Linked DNA regions of Mus musculus: regions 1, 3 and 4 are each linked to region 2. A link is a contact called in public HiChIP or PLAC-seq data. All regions are on one chromosome and are shown on one strand. Each heading gives the region's core, a stretch centred on a gene start, on an enhancer-like site or on the middle of the called end of the contact. The rest is flanking DNA. Distances are from core to core; before and after follow the strand shown. Region 1 overlaps Rbm19 (RNA binding motif protein 19). Region 2 has its middle 23 kb from the start of Gm31976. Region 3 has its middle 34 kb from the start of Gm31836. Region 4 overlaps Rbm19 (RNA binding motif protein 19).

Region 1 (2,766 bases), core at 139-2,638, 230 kb after region 2:
CACTGTCTTCAGTTCCCCAAAGGTGCTAGAGACAAAAAGGCAGACATCAGAGAGTGAGCGCTGGGGGCCTAAGGGCTTTGAGGGACACCAAGGGCTCTGGACCCCGTCGGTTACCAGAGATTGCTAGCTGCGGGAACATCCACTGCCTGGCTCGTTCATGTGCCTTCCTGCTCCCCCATACCCAGCCCTCTCTCCTCTGCAGGCGTGGCTTTCTTCTCCCTGCTGGCCACCACTTGGGGGAGGGAGGGCACCATCAGGATGGAAGGTGCTGATGGGAAATTTTTGGTGTCGCTCCTGCCACCTGGGGGACACCTTGACACTTGTTCTTTCCCCATGGGGATAGGTCTTGAGCAGGCCGTGCCAGGCCAGGAATTTCCCCAGCCAGTGCAAGGGGATGACTATGGGAGTCAAGGCTCTTGGGTGCACGGTCAGTGGGGTCCCCTGACCTTTCCCAGGCAAGCCTCCATATCCGGGACCGGGCACGTGCCAAGCCTAAGCTGACTGACTCCAATCCATGAAATCTTTGCTGTTAACCTAGAACCTGGGCGCTGGAGATGCCCCGATGTGCAGGGATCTGAAGACACACAACCCCTCCTTCTGAGCTGCATGTCCTCTACAGCTTCCTTTGATACCTGCTATGCCAGGCAGGCAGTGTTTTGGGGCAGAAAACCCAACCAGGGACCTGTGGCCTGGACCACCCTTGGGGTTGACCCTCTCCTCTCCATTGAGTTAACCTTTGAAAGACTCTAGGACAAAGGAAATGAGCTTCCTCAGGGTCGCTTGGCTGCATGCCCCCACCCCAATCCCTTTGTAATGTCCATTTATCAAATATGTACGCACACACTGCCACTGATAAATATTCAATGCGCTCTGCATTTGAAGAGAGGTCTTATTTTTATTTGAAAATCTATACTCTCTGGTGGCCACGGGGTCCATGCATCCATACACCGTGGTTTGGGATGCTTCAGGCCAAGGACCGATTGGGTAAAGAACACAGTGCAGGCCATAAGCCCTCACACAATGATGTAAGTTAAATCTGGGGCGTTAACCTGCAGCCCTGCCAGCATGAGCCGGCATCCGCTGGCCCCATTTCTGAAGGCAGGGCTGTGTGTAAACGCAGCATTATGAAGCCTAAAAATGAATCGGCACGTCCAGCTCTCCCTGTCAGCTCCCCCCATCCCTACGCCTGTGCAGGCCTCAGGGAATGGAGCTGGCGACAAGGCTAGCCTCCCCAGGATGGGAAGGAAAGAGGCAGAGGGGAGTCTGGCCAGACTCTTTGCTGAGAGGGAGCTCTTAGCTGATTTGGAGGGGGGTCGGAGTCTGAGCAGGTCAGATGAGAAGCCTGGAGAGCCACCAGTCAAACAGCCAGCAAAACCTTGCTTTATTCTGCCACCTAAAGGCCTGCACGTCCCACGACACACGGCCTTGGGTCCCTCTACCAGTCTCTATGCGTGGGTGGTGCTGACAGGAACAGGGAGAGCTGGGGATGGCTGAGGCAGGCTCCCAGCCTGGTCCACAGAAATGGCTCATTGGTCACTGGTTCTCTAGGTCACCTGTGGGGACATTGCGAGCCCAAGTCTGAGGGCTTGGCATCTAATGTAGGAAGGCTAGATAGATGACATGGGGCAGTCAGGCTGGTTGTCTGACAGAGCAGAGGGTGCCAACACCCACTGCTCTCCAGCTCTCCAGCCACACTCCCCTCATCTCCAGTACGCCTGTCACAATGCCACTGCCCATAGTGAACCAACTAGAACCACCCAGTCTGTGTGTGTGTGTGTGTATGTATGTGCAAGCGAGTGCAATTCTTCTAGTGAAAGGACCCCCACTCATCTTGCTTGTGCCGTGCCTGCAGCCTGGCGCCCAATGTCTGCCCTGCACAGGTTCTGCCAAAACCACTTCCAGAATGACCAACAGCAGGAGACAGCCGGAAGAGGCAGGGACTATGAAGAGGGGCTGTGGAGTCCACCACCCAAGTCTTTCCACCCTGCTTTACAAACAAGCCATCCAGGGAAAGCAGCCCTGTTCTGGGTGGGAAACAGCAGAGGGTGATGTCCCCTGCTTGGCCACAGGATGGTTAGTTCAAGCCTGCCCTGTTCCCCACAGAGACAAGCCAGAAGTGGGACTTCTTCCTTCCCCAAATATGGCTAAATCCAGGGTGAAGTGGTGTATGTGTATGTGTGTAAGGTGGTAGCTAGTCCTAGTGACCCACCCAGGATTGTGGGGGCAAGGGAGAGGACCATGTGCACCTTCTTTTTGCCTGGCTGTGTTGGGGTAGGGAGCAGGGAAGGGAGACAGAGAGAGGGAGAGGAGGGCAGGGTTGGGGATGGCTGCTGAGGTTAATGCCTCCCCTCCACATCGCGCTGTGAGCGTGGATGCTCGGTGCATGGTAAGCAGCCGAGGGGCCGGAGGAAGCAAGGAAAATAATTAAAAGGTGGAGAAAGAAGCTGGTGAGGAGGCGGAAGGAAGGGGCCGGGCTGCTGTGGTCTGTAGATGTGCATCTCAGAGTGCGGTGGCGGGAGCCAGGACAGTCTGGAGCCACCATGGAACTGGAGTGGGGATGGGAGCTGGGGGCCTTTGGGAGAGTCCACAACCTAGGCTTGGGGCTTCTAGACTGAATGGCCAAGGAACTCGTGCCTAAAGACCCCAGGAGCTTCAGGGGGGTGATCCTGGTAAAGAGCCAGGCTGAGGAGCAGCTGAGAGTTAAGAGTTAGAGCTTAGGAAGAACTTACCAGTATGTGAGGACACTTCTAGAAATGTAGACTGGAG
Region 2 (2,700 bases), core at 113-2,612:
GCGAACCAGGAAGACAGAAAAAGAGATGAAGGCAGAATGGGTCCAATGTTCAAAGCATCCTCCTCCAGAGGGGTCTCCTGCATCCTGTGCTCAGCTTACTGGGTCCCCCAAGAGTCCCAGGATCCCTCCTGGGTGTGTGTCTTCCATCAAGATGTGGACAAAGTTGATTAGTGTGGGCGGCAGCCAGGACTGGCGTTTCTAATTAACACGCAGGCGGGGAGAACGCGCTCTCTTCTTCTCGACTCTGTATTCAGCTGATTGAATATCAGGGCCGAGGCTAAACTATGAGTCAAAAATAAAACCTGCGCGCTCCTCTCGTTAAAGAGACAGCGTTCCATTTCCAGGGCTCTGCTCCTCCGGCAGCCTGGGGTAGAGAGGGGACCGATGCTTTGGAAAAACCCTGAGGCTAGGCTGGACACGGGGACTTTCCGGTTCTAGGCAGGGGTCAGCGAATGAGGCTGGGGGTGCAAGGAAGGCTGGGATGGAGGGAGGAAGGGGGGGACTCCAGGTGGGCCCGTGGTCCCCCCACGGGGGAGAGAAAGGAAGAAAGATGGACTGTAGAGAGGAAAAGGCGAGAGGCAGCTTGCTGTAGCAGGGGGAGAAGGGTAGGCAAACACGGGTTCATTAATCTGTAGTTCGTCTGTCTTTCCTGTGAGGTGGATGGACTTGATGGATTAATTAAGTCGCAGTCTGTAAAACCGGTTTATTTGCATAGCAAACTCCTGGGCCAGTGTGCGGTGAGGTGAGTGTGCGCCGCGCAGACAATTCGGGGGAAATTACAGCCTCATTAATATGCTAATCTGGTTGCAGGCCTGGAACGGAGTTTTGGGTTGGTGGTGCTCCGGGGTGGTGGGTGTTTGGTTGCCTAGCAACCCTTTTCTCCAGGTAACCCTTCTCTGGCTTGCCCTTGATATCCCCAAAGGAGCGCCGCTGTGGAAGAGGAGGTAGCTGGGAGCCTGCTGCTGTCACAGAACAGTGGGCAAAATAAAAGGAAGGCGCGCACGTCCACACGCGAGGCCCCATTGTGCCGGTGTCTTTGCAAACAGACTGGGGAGGGGGGAACAGGGGAGGCTGCGTGGGTGCAGGGGACAGACGCCAACAGGCAGAAGCAATGTGGGGTGTCTGTGGAGCCAGACGGGGTGGGAACAGCCCTACACACACACACACACACACACACACACACACACACACACACACACACACAGATGCACACATGTGTGCACATATGCGCGGTTTTGTTTAACAAACAGATCCACATAATGAGACACTCCACATAGGTGATACACCCCCCAAGAGACACCCCAGACCCCGTCCTCACCAATGTCACCACAGACACACAGGCACGAGGTGGTGTGACGTTCACATAATATAAATGATAAATAGACAGTTCTGCGCGTGTGTGCACGCGCGCGGGCGCTGTGCACAGCTGTGCTGGCGGGTCCTGGTGGGTGGGAGTGGTAGGTGTGTGTATTGGTGGACACGCAGAAACATTCACATATGAAGCACAGCCTAAGCCCAGGGAAACCTTGGGCACAGTGTAGGATAGCATTGATGCACCAACACCAAGCACCTGCAGGCTCACAAACAGAACATGTGGTATATGCGTTTAGTCCCAAGTCACAGAAGGCAGAGGCAGTTGTATATCAGAGTTTGAGGCCAGCCCTGGGTAACCAGGGCTACATAGTGATACCCTGTCAGGAAAAACAAAAACCAAACCCAAAGTCCCCAGGCAGGTGGCCATGCAGAACACATGTTTCTCCTAATCCTTGTCACCTGAACTACGTGTGGTGTGTGACTGATGTCTGTATTGAAATCACACCCTGGTGGGCTTTCTGCACCCTGACGCTCTGTGACCACCCAATTTTGTTCTTTCTCTGCCAATCTGGAAGCATCAACTCTTCCGGTTGTTTCTGATAGGTGTACCAAAGCTAGTCGAATGTCCTCAGAGAGTAACTTTCCGTGCAATTACACCTCACCCCACCTCAAAAAGGCACCTGGTTCAGATGGATGTACAGGTGAATTCTGCACAAGATAATGAGAGGCAAGGGATTATTCTATCATACAAACTGTTCTAGAAGAAAAGAGAAACTAGCTAGACGGTAGTGGCATATAATCCTAGCACTCGGTGGGGCATAGGCAGTTCAAGGCCAACCTGGTGTATAGACAGCCAAGGCTACATGGAGAAACCCTGTCTTGACAAACAGACAGACAGACAGACAAGCAGACAAGCCCACAAAACCCAAAACAAAACATAAAATGAGAGGAGCTGTTCTACTCACAACTTTGACAGAACGTTGTGAGCTCTAGACAAGAGAGCATGAGAAGAGACTCATTAGCTGTCTGAGAAACACATATGGAAATGGTAACAAAAATGTACTATGGTATAAAGAGTGAGGGCTATCTAGGATTGGCATAGGTGCAGGCTCAGGGGACAGCCAATCCAAGGAGTTGGAAGCCCACACTTCATGGCTCTAAGTATTGGCAGAGTTGTAAAGGTGTTCAGACAGGCTTGCTCAGTTCTGGAGTGCCTGCAGACAAGCACACACGGAGAACACATGGAATTGTTTCCAGCAATGAGGCTCATGTTGGCAACTCATGGTCCATTGTCAGGAGACTAGGAGAAGAAACCAAGGCACGCGGCTGTGCACTCCATCTTGATGCTAGAGACACACCCCCTTATGGCTTCTCAGAGGACATAGG
Region 3 (2,721 bases), core at 66-2,565, 140 kb after region 2:
TCCTTAGCCAGCATCTGACCAAGCTCACATGCAGATGACAGCAGGCCAACAAACTGGCCAGAGCGTCAGTTTGCACATCTCTAAAATGGACTAACTACACCAGAGGGGTTCATTGCCTCCTTTTAGAACAGAGCTCTATGGCTTCTAGACACTAGGTTCTAGAGACTTAACCAGAAAGAGACTTCTGTGGTGTGGACTCACACCAAGCACTGGCTGTTTGTGATCCTGCCCCCTTCCTGTCCACCTACTGTCTCATCTCAGCTCTACACCATTCATTTAAACCTCATTGGCCTTGTCATCCCCACTCTACAGATTAGGAAACTGAGGCCAAGAGGTCCCTAAAGTCAGTTGCATGACAAAGACATTGCAGATGTGAAGCTAACAGCCTTGAGTCCCTTTGTTTCTTAACAGCAGAATTTTACGTTGTTTTGTGTTTGTTAGGCAGTACTGCATTCAAATCCTGTCTCTCCTTGGCGTTTGTAAATGTGGATCTTGAGTTAAAGACACTCGCAGAGATTCAGTTGCTTTTTGTGTAGCTTGGAGTATGATGGAATCTGATTTTTCTGTATTTAATTCTGATTATTTTTAACACAATGGGTGATTTTTAAAAAGGGGGTGCAGGTACATGTTTGGGGAGGTGGGAGGGCACCCTAACAGACTTGTTCACCTACTCTGAGAGAGGGTTTCTCACAGACCTAGAGTTCACCAAACAGGTTAGTCTGGCTGGTTAGTAAGCCCTAGATATCTTCCTGTCTCTACCTCTCCAGTGCTGGGGTTAGGATGCTAGTATCTCCGTGCACTACTCTTTGTGTGGGTCCCGGGGATCGAACTCGGGTCCTTATGCTTTTAGTACTAGCACGTTACTGAGGAGATGGCTCCCCAGCTTTGATGTGTATCTCACAGGCTCCCGCATGGGCTGAACTAGCCGCGTAGTGTTCTGGAAACAGGAAATGGCTTCTTTTCCTTTTTGCCAGCGATTCATTTTCTGTGAGGTTTGCTCAGGCGCTCTTCGCTGTGGGGTGAAGCACCCCAAGTCTTTGCCAGTTTGGGATTCAGGCTGGCTTCCCGTGGCAGGGGAGAGCCTGATCCGGTGGTGGTGCCAGGAGACCCTCAGCTTGCTTCCTAATCAGTGCGCCCCGCCACGCAGCATTAGGCCGGCTGTGTGAGCGTGGAGGGGGCCGAGGGAGGGCCCTTCCCTGGGAGGCTGCCTTCTGTCGCTAGACAAACAAACCCACAGCACCCAGGCTCGCTCGGAAATGGAGCGAGGCGTTAAATACAAGCGCACAGCGGAGGCCTGAGACCGAGGCACAAGGACGAGCGCTTCCTCGGGCTTCCTTGGCTTGAGCTGGCCACACATACCGCTGTTCAGGAAGCCACTCACGTCCCCATATGCTTGCAGCTGCAGCCAATCCAACCCTGCTGCAGACCTAACTGTAAGACCCCTGGGGCTTCCGTGTGTGCCTGGCATCTGCCACTGCCCAATCGAAGGACAGACAGGGACCCCTCCATACATAAAAAGGAAGCTTGGTGGTTCCCCTTTTCCAAGGAGCGTCTCCAGGCTAGGTAGTGGCTTCTACCTCATTCCCCCTTAAAACCCCTCCCCACCAGGGTCCAGATAAAGCCTTGCTTTTACAGCAGGTCCATTACTGCCTAGCCTGGGGAGACAGTGCAGCATTTGACCACTTTGTATGTATGGCCTACGTGATCCCTGACAAGTGTCAGCACTTCTCTGAGCCTCTCGGGCCTTCTCTTTGTAAAATACAGGTTACAGCATCTCCTCGTTGAGGCGTTATGTGGTCAAAATAGGTAAAAGTTCAGGTTCACAGATGGACCCCACAGATAGCGTGGGGACTGTCACTATCTATACTATTCTGTCTTGGAAGTGACTCAAAAGTCCCAACTCAAGCCTGAGTCGGATACAAGCAGGTGTGGTATCTTGCAATATAGTCGTTGTGCTGGAGGTGTGGGGGGGGGGTGGGGGGGGAGGGACTGGCTGCCAGCCTAACCTAACTCTCATTAGCTCCAGGTTAATGAGAGACCCTGTCTCAAGGAAGATGGGCAGTACTCCTGAGGTTGACACCCGAGATTGTCCTCTAGCCTCCATATCAAGGCACCAGACACAAACACACACCCATTGTCTTAGTTAGGGTTTCTATTGCTGTGGTAAAACATCAGGACCAAAAGCAACTTAGGGAAAGGGTTTATTCAGCTTACAGCCTCCAGGTCCCAGCCCATCCGACAGGGAAGGTAGAGCGGGAACTCTAGGCAGGAATTGAGACAGAGGATGAAGATGAAGATGACGCCCCAGAATGATGGAGGGCTACTTACTGGCTTGCTCCTCTTGTCTTCTGCTTCAGTTCCTGCCTCCAGGTTCCTGCCCCGACTTCTTCCTTTCATGATGGACAGGGAAGTAGAACTTTAAAGCCAGGAAAAGCCAGGTAAAGCCTTTCCTTCCCGAGTTACTTTTAGTTATGGTGTTTTATCATGGCAATAAGAAACCCAGGGAAGACAACCATATACATAAGAACACATACATGTGCGCACACATTTAAAGAGAAGGAAAGAAAAAGAAGGTAGGCTGGCTAGGCAGGAAAAGACACTTGCTGCACAAGCCTAGAGCTGGGGCTCTCTCCCAGCAACCCCATAGATATGGAAGAGTGAGCCCCCTTCACAAAGATGTTCTCAGTCCTCCACAGGAACACCACACCACACACACATACC
Region 4 (2,926 bases), core at 135-2,634, 210 kb after region 2:
AGGAGCCGGCCCCTTCCCTATCCTGTACCCATTCCTCTCACCTCAGGGCCTTTGCACTGCTGTGGCCTATCTAGAATGCTCTACTGGGCTGCTCAGGGGCCTCATGCCTGTGGTGAAGCATCCCTGGGTGCCCCACAGTACCCCTAAGACCTTTTGGCTTTGCTGCTGTTTGTCTCTTGCTGGAAGGCAGGGATGCCTATCATGCCTGCCCCTGTGCTCCAATGCCCAGAACTGTCTTAATACAAGCAGCCCTCAGTAAATGTCTACTGAGAGACTGATAGACTGACTGAAGAGGGCCAGGGTACAACCGGGCTCAAAGGGATCAGGCTATGGCAAAAGGAGCAGAGAGAAGAATGTATGAAGCCATGAATGGTTTCCATGAATACCTTGCTACACAAACTCGCGCACGCATGTGCGCGCGTGCACACACACACACACACACACACACACACACACACACACTTCTCTCTCATCACAGAGACCTGGGCAACACCTGCCTGGGACCCCAGCCAGGAGCCAACTGACTCTTGGCCAGGACCTCTGAACACTGCCCTGCTAACAGTCCTCAGGGAGGAAGCCTTGGGGACTGCTTCATGGTAGCCACTGCCTTCAGCCTGTGCTCACAGCACCAGCCTGTCTTTGCTCAGAGTAGGGTTCCTTAGCCCAAGTCTTCATGCACTTTCTGAACAGCTGCTTTCTGTAGTGCCCATCTGCCATCACCAGCCAAGTCACCCTGAGCATGTCACCCCTGCTCTCTGCCACCTCCTGGGGTGGCCGTAAGGATGGGGTGGGTGCACCTTACTGATGGGTCAGGTTCAAGTCTACAGCCAGGGATGGGGGTTGGGCCACTCACCCCCATTTCTCGTCTTCACTGCTGCCACCCAGCCCCCCACCCCCACTGGCCTGCCTCCACATGGAGTGCCGGCTCCGCCTGGCAGGAACAGCTGTGGAAACCCCGCTTCCCCATGTCGGAGGCCTCCGTGGGCCTTCACCAAACAAACACAAAGCAGAACCCAGGGAAGGTGTGAAATAAATAAACGGAACAAGCCGCGCATTTTCCTTCCACAGCGCAGCTGCTCCTGGAGATAAACAACAAGTGACTGTCACCAAACATCAATACCGAGAAATGAACTCAACAAAAAGCTCGGCCGGCCCCCAACAGCCCCCCAGTCCTGCCCCCTCCCCCCAACCTCCAAACACCCACTTCTGCATTTCTCCAGTTCCCACCTAATGGTTTTATTTTTCAATTAATTCCTTGACAGAATGCCAGCCCGCATCTTTTTTTCCCTTCCCTGGCTGGCAATGTCGCCTGCATGGAAGGCACGGGCGGGCAGGCGGGGGACTGTGGGAAGACAGGAGAAAGGCTTCATGGGAGGAGAGGGAGGCTGGGGAGGAGAGCAGGGCTGACAGGGAGAAAGGACGCTGGAAGGGCTCCGTGAAGAGGCAGGCGAGACAGAGGCGGCCCAGAAGGGGAAGCCAGCAGGCCTGCAGCAGACCCTGCCACTCTGGATGGAGGCTGCATGCAAGCCAGTTGCTTTCCCTGTTTGGGCTCAGTTCCCGAATGAAGACGAAGCGTCTAAGCACAAGTTGCATGTGCTGGCCATGCCTGGTACCCCAGGACCAGGGAGGCTGGCACAGGAAGATGGTCTGAGCCTGGTGGTGAGCAGCCAGCCTGGACAATGGCGAGATCCTGTTTAGAAATGCAGGAAGTGACAAGCCACAGGGCCTTCAGGACTTTGGCTAGCACAAGGGTGAACACTCAGTTGCCAGAAGGCACCGGCCAAGATAGACAAGAAGTGTTAAATGTACCATCAAGTGACTCTGACGGCCAGCACCCAGCAGAAGGGGCTGAGCTGCCGTGGCTGAGCTGGGACACAGGCAGGGTCAGGTCTCTAAGTGCCTGTGGGGAATCCCACAAGTTGGGTACATGAGCCCTGAGCTGTGGGGAAGCCCTGTGGGTACAGACTGGCTCTCTACATGGTGCTGAGCTCACTCTGGGGGCCTTTTCCTCACATCATAGCCAAGTGTCCCACTGACACTTGCCTTGCAGTGGAAAGTGACAGCTCTACCCTCAGTCTCGGCAACAGAAGCAGAAGCAGAGTGAGTCACAGGACAGTATTCACACAACAGTAAGCCCAACAGACCCACCTCAAAGGGCAGGGATGTGGATCTTATTCAAGTAAGGTAGGCAGTGAGTGGGGTTTGCTTCTCACAGACACATTCTCCACTGTGATTCTGCCCAGTGAGGAAGGGACCTAAATGGTGGGAGGTTGTAAAGTGGCCACAGGCTAACTTCTCTCCAAGATGTCCATCCTGGGCATCTTCCTGCCTGGAGGTCCAGATAACTGGATTGGCCCTGTGCATGTGGAACCCCAACCTCGATCACGGTGGGCTTAACCCAAGATAGGGAAGGGGCCCACACTGACCTGGGGTCTTCTGTCCTTGGCCTATGTGAGTGTGGGCTACCAGGGCTGGGAACCCTGTGCAGTCTTGGGAGAGTGGAGGCTCCCACAGGCTCCTGCAGCCCTGCTTAGCCTGGAGGCTCATTTTCATTATGATCTTTTCTTCCTCCTGGGTCCAAGCTGAGATGACACAGAGACACGTGGCTGTGGAGTAAGCAGGAGTCCCAGCATTGGGAGGGCCGTGTGCCGTGGACTGGGCAACAGGAAACACACATCTCATAAATGCACAGTGGCTCTACAGGCTTCTGTGTGGGGTGTGGGACCAGGGTGGCCGGATCTGATTTCCTATGAATGCCTTGAAACTGATTTCCAGGTCAGATCTTCCAGTGGCCAAACAGTGATGAATCCAATACTGTTTTGTGTTCAACATGTTGCAGGCAAGACACCGATGGCTCAGCTGGTGGCTGCTGGTCTGCGTGCTTCTTGTTGCCTATCACAGGCACTTGAGGCCGCCACTGAAGCTG

Evidence for each region. HiChIP or PLAC-seq counts read pairs in DNA pulled down with a chosen protein or histone mark.
Region 1: an H3K4me3 HiChIP or PLAC-seq map of forebrain shows a contact between it and region 2, with 4 times the contacts expected there. The contact joins two enhancer-like sites. A contact is called at or near these places in 9 of 115 datasets of contacts at active chromatin or transcription factors (astrocytes, cardiomyocytes, embryonic basal ganglia and 6 more) and 3 of 9 other capture datasets (embryonic stem cells, liver and pancreatic islet).
Region 3: a contact with region 2 is called in an H3K4me3 HiChIP or PLAC-seq map of embryonic forebrain, with 3 times the contacts expected there. The contact joins two enhancer-like sites. A contact is called at or near these places in 1 of 484 Hi-C or Micro-C datasets (nephron progenitors) and 9 of 115 datasets of contacts at active chromatin or transcription factors (craniofacial prominence, embryonic basal ganglia, embryonic forebrain and 5 more).
Region 4: an H3K4me3 HiChIP or PLAC-seq map of embryonic forebrain shows a contact between it and region 2, with 3 times the contacts expected there. The contact joins two enhancer-like sites. A contact is called at or near these places in 9 of 115 datasets of contacts at active chromatin or transcription factors (cardiomyocytes, craniofacial prominence, embryonic basal ganglia and 6 more).

The regions. Positions count from the first base shown.
Region 1 is chr5:120,173,118-120,175,883 of GRCm38.p6, reverse strand. Rbm19 (RNA binding motif protein 19) reads right to left here. Exons shown (of 24, transcript NM_028762.1): 22 at 1-25. Among named protein-coding and RNA genes, the nearest start is that of Gm10390, 35 kb to the right of the region's middle. Within about 2 kb of position 1,388, at least 25 of the 459 cell types and tissues checked have an H3K27ac peak or open chromatin away from gene starts, as enhancers often do. A contact at or near this core is called in forebrain, where this site is marked.
Region 2 is chr5:120,407,808-120,410,507 of GRCm38.p6, reverse strand. No RefSeq gene overlaps it. Among named protein-coding and RNA genes, the nearest start is that of Gm31976, 23 kb to the left of the region's middle. Within about 2 kb of position 1,362, at least 44 of the 459 cell types and tissues checked have an H3K27ac peak or open chromatin away from gene starts, as enhancers often do. A contact at or near this core is called in embryonic basal ganglia, embryonic forebrain and forebrain, where this site is marked.
Region 3 is chr5:120,268,170-120,270,890 of GRCm38.p6, reverse strand. No RefSeq gene overlaps it. Among named protein-coding and RNA genes, the nearest start is that of Gm31836, 34 kb to the right of the region's middle. Within about 2 kb of position 1,315, at least 24 of the 459 cell types and tissues checked have an H3K27ac peak or open chromatin away from gene starts, as enhancers often do. A contact at or near this core is called in embryonic forebrain, where this site is marked.
Region 4 is chr5:120,193,244-120,196,169 of GRCm38.p6, reverse strand. The region is part of intron 23 of Rbm19 (RNA binding motif protein 19); the gene reads right to left. Among named protein-coding and RNA genes, the nearest start is that of Gm31836, 41 kb to the left of the region's middle. Within about 2 kb of position 1,384, at least 53 of the 459 cell types and tissues checked have an H3K27ac peak or open chromatin away from gene starts, as enhancers often do. A contact at or near this core is called in embryonic basal ganglia, embryonic forebrain and forebrain, where this site is marked.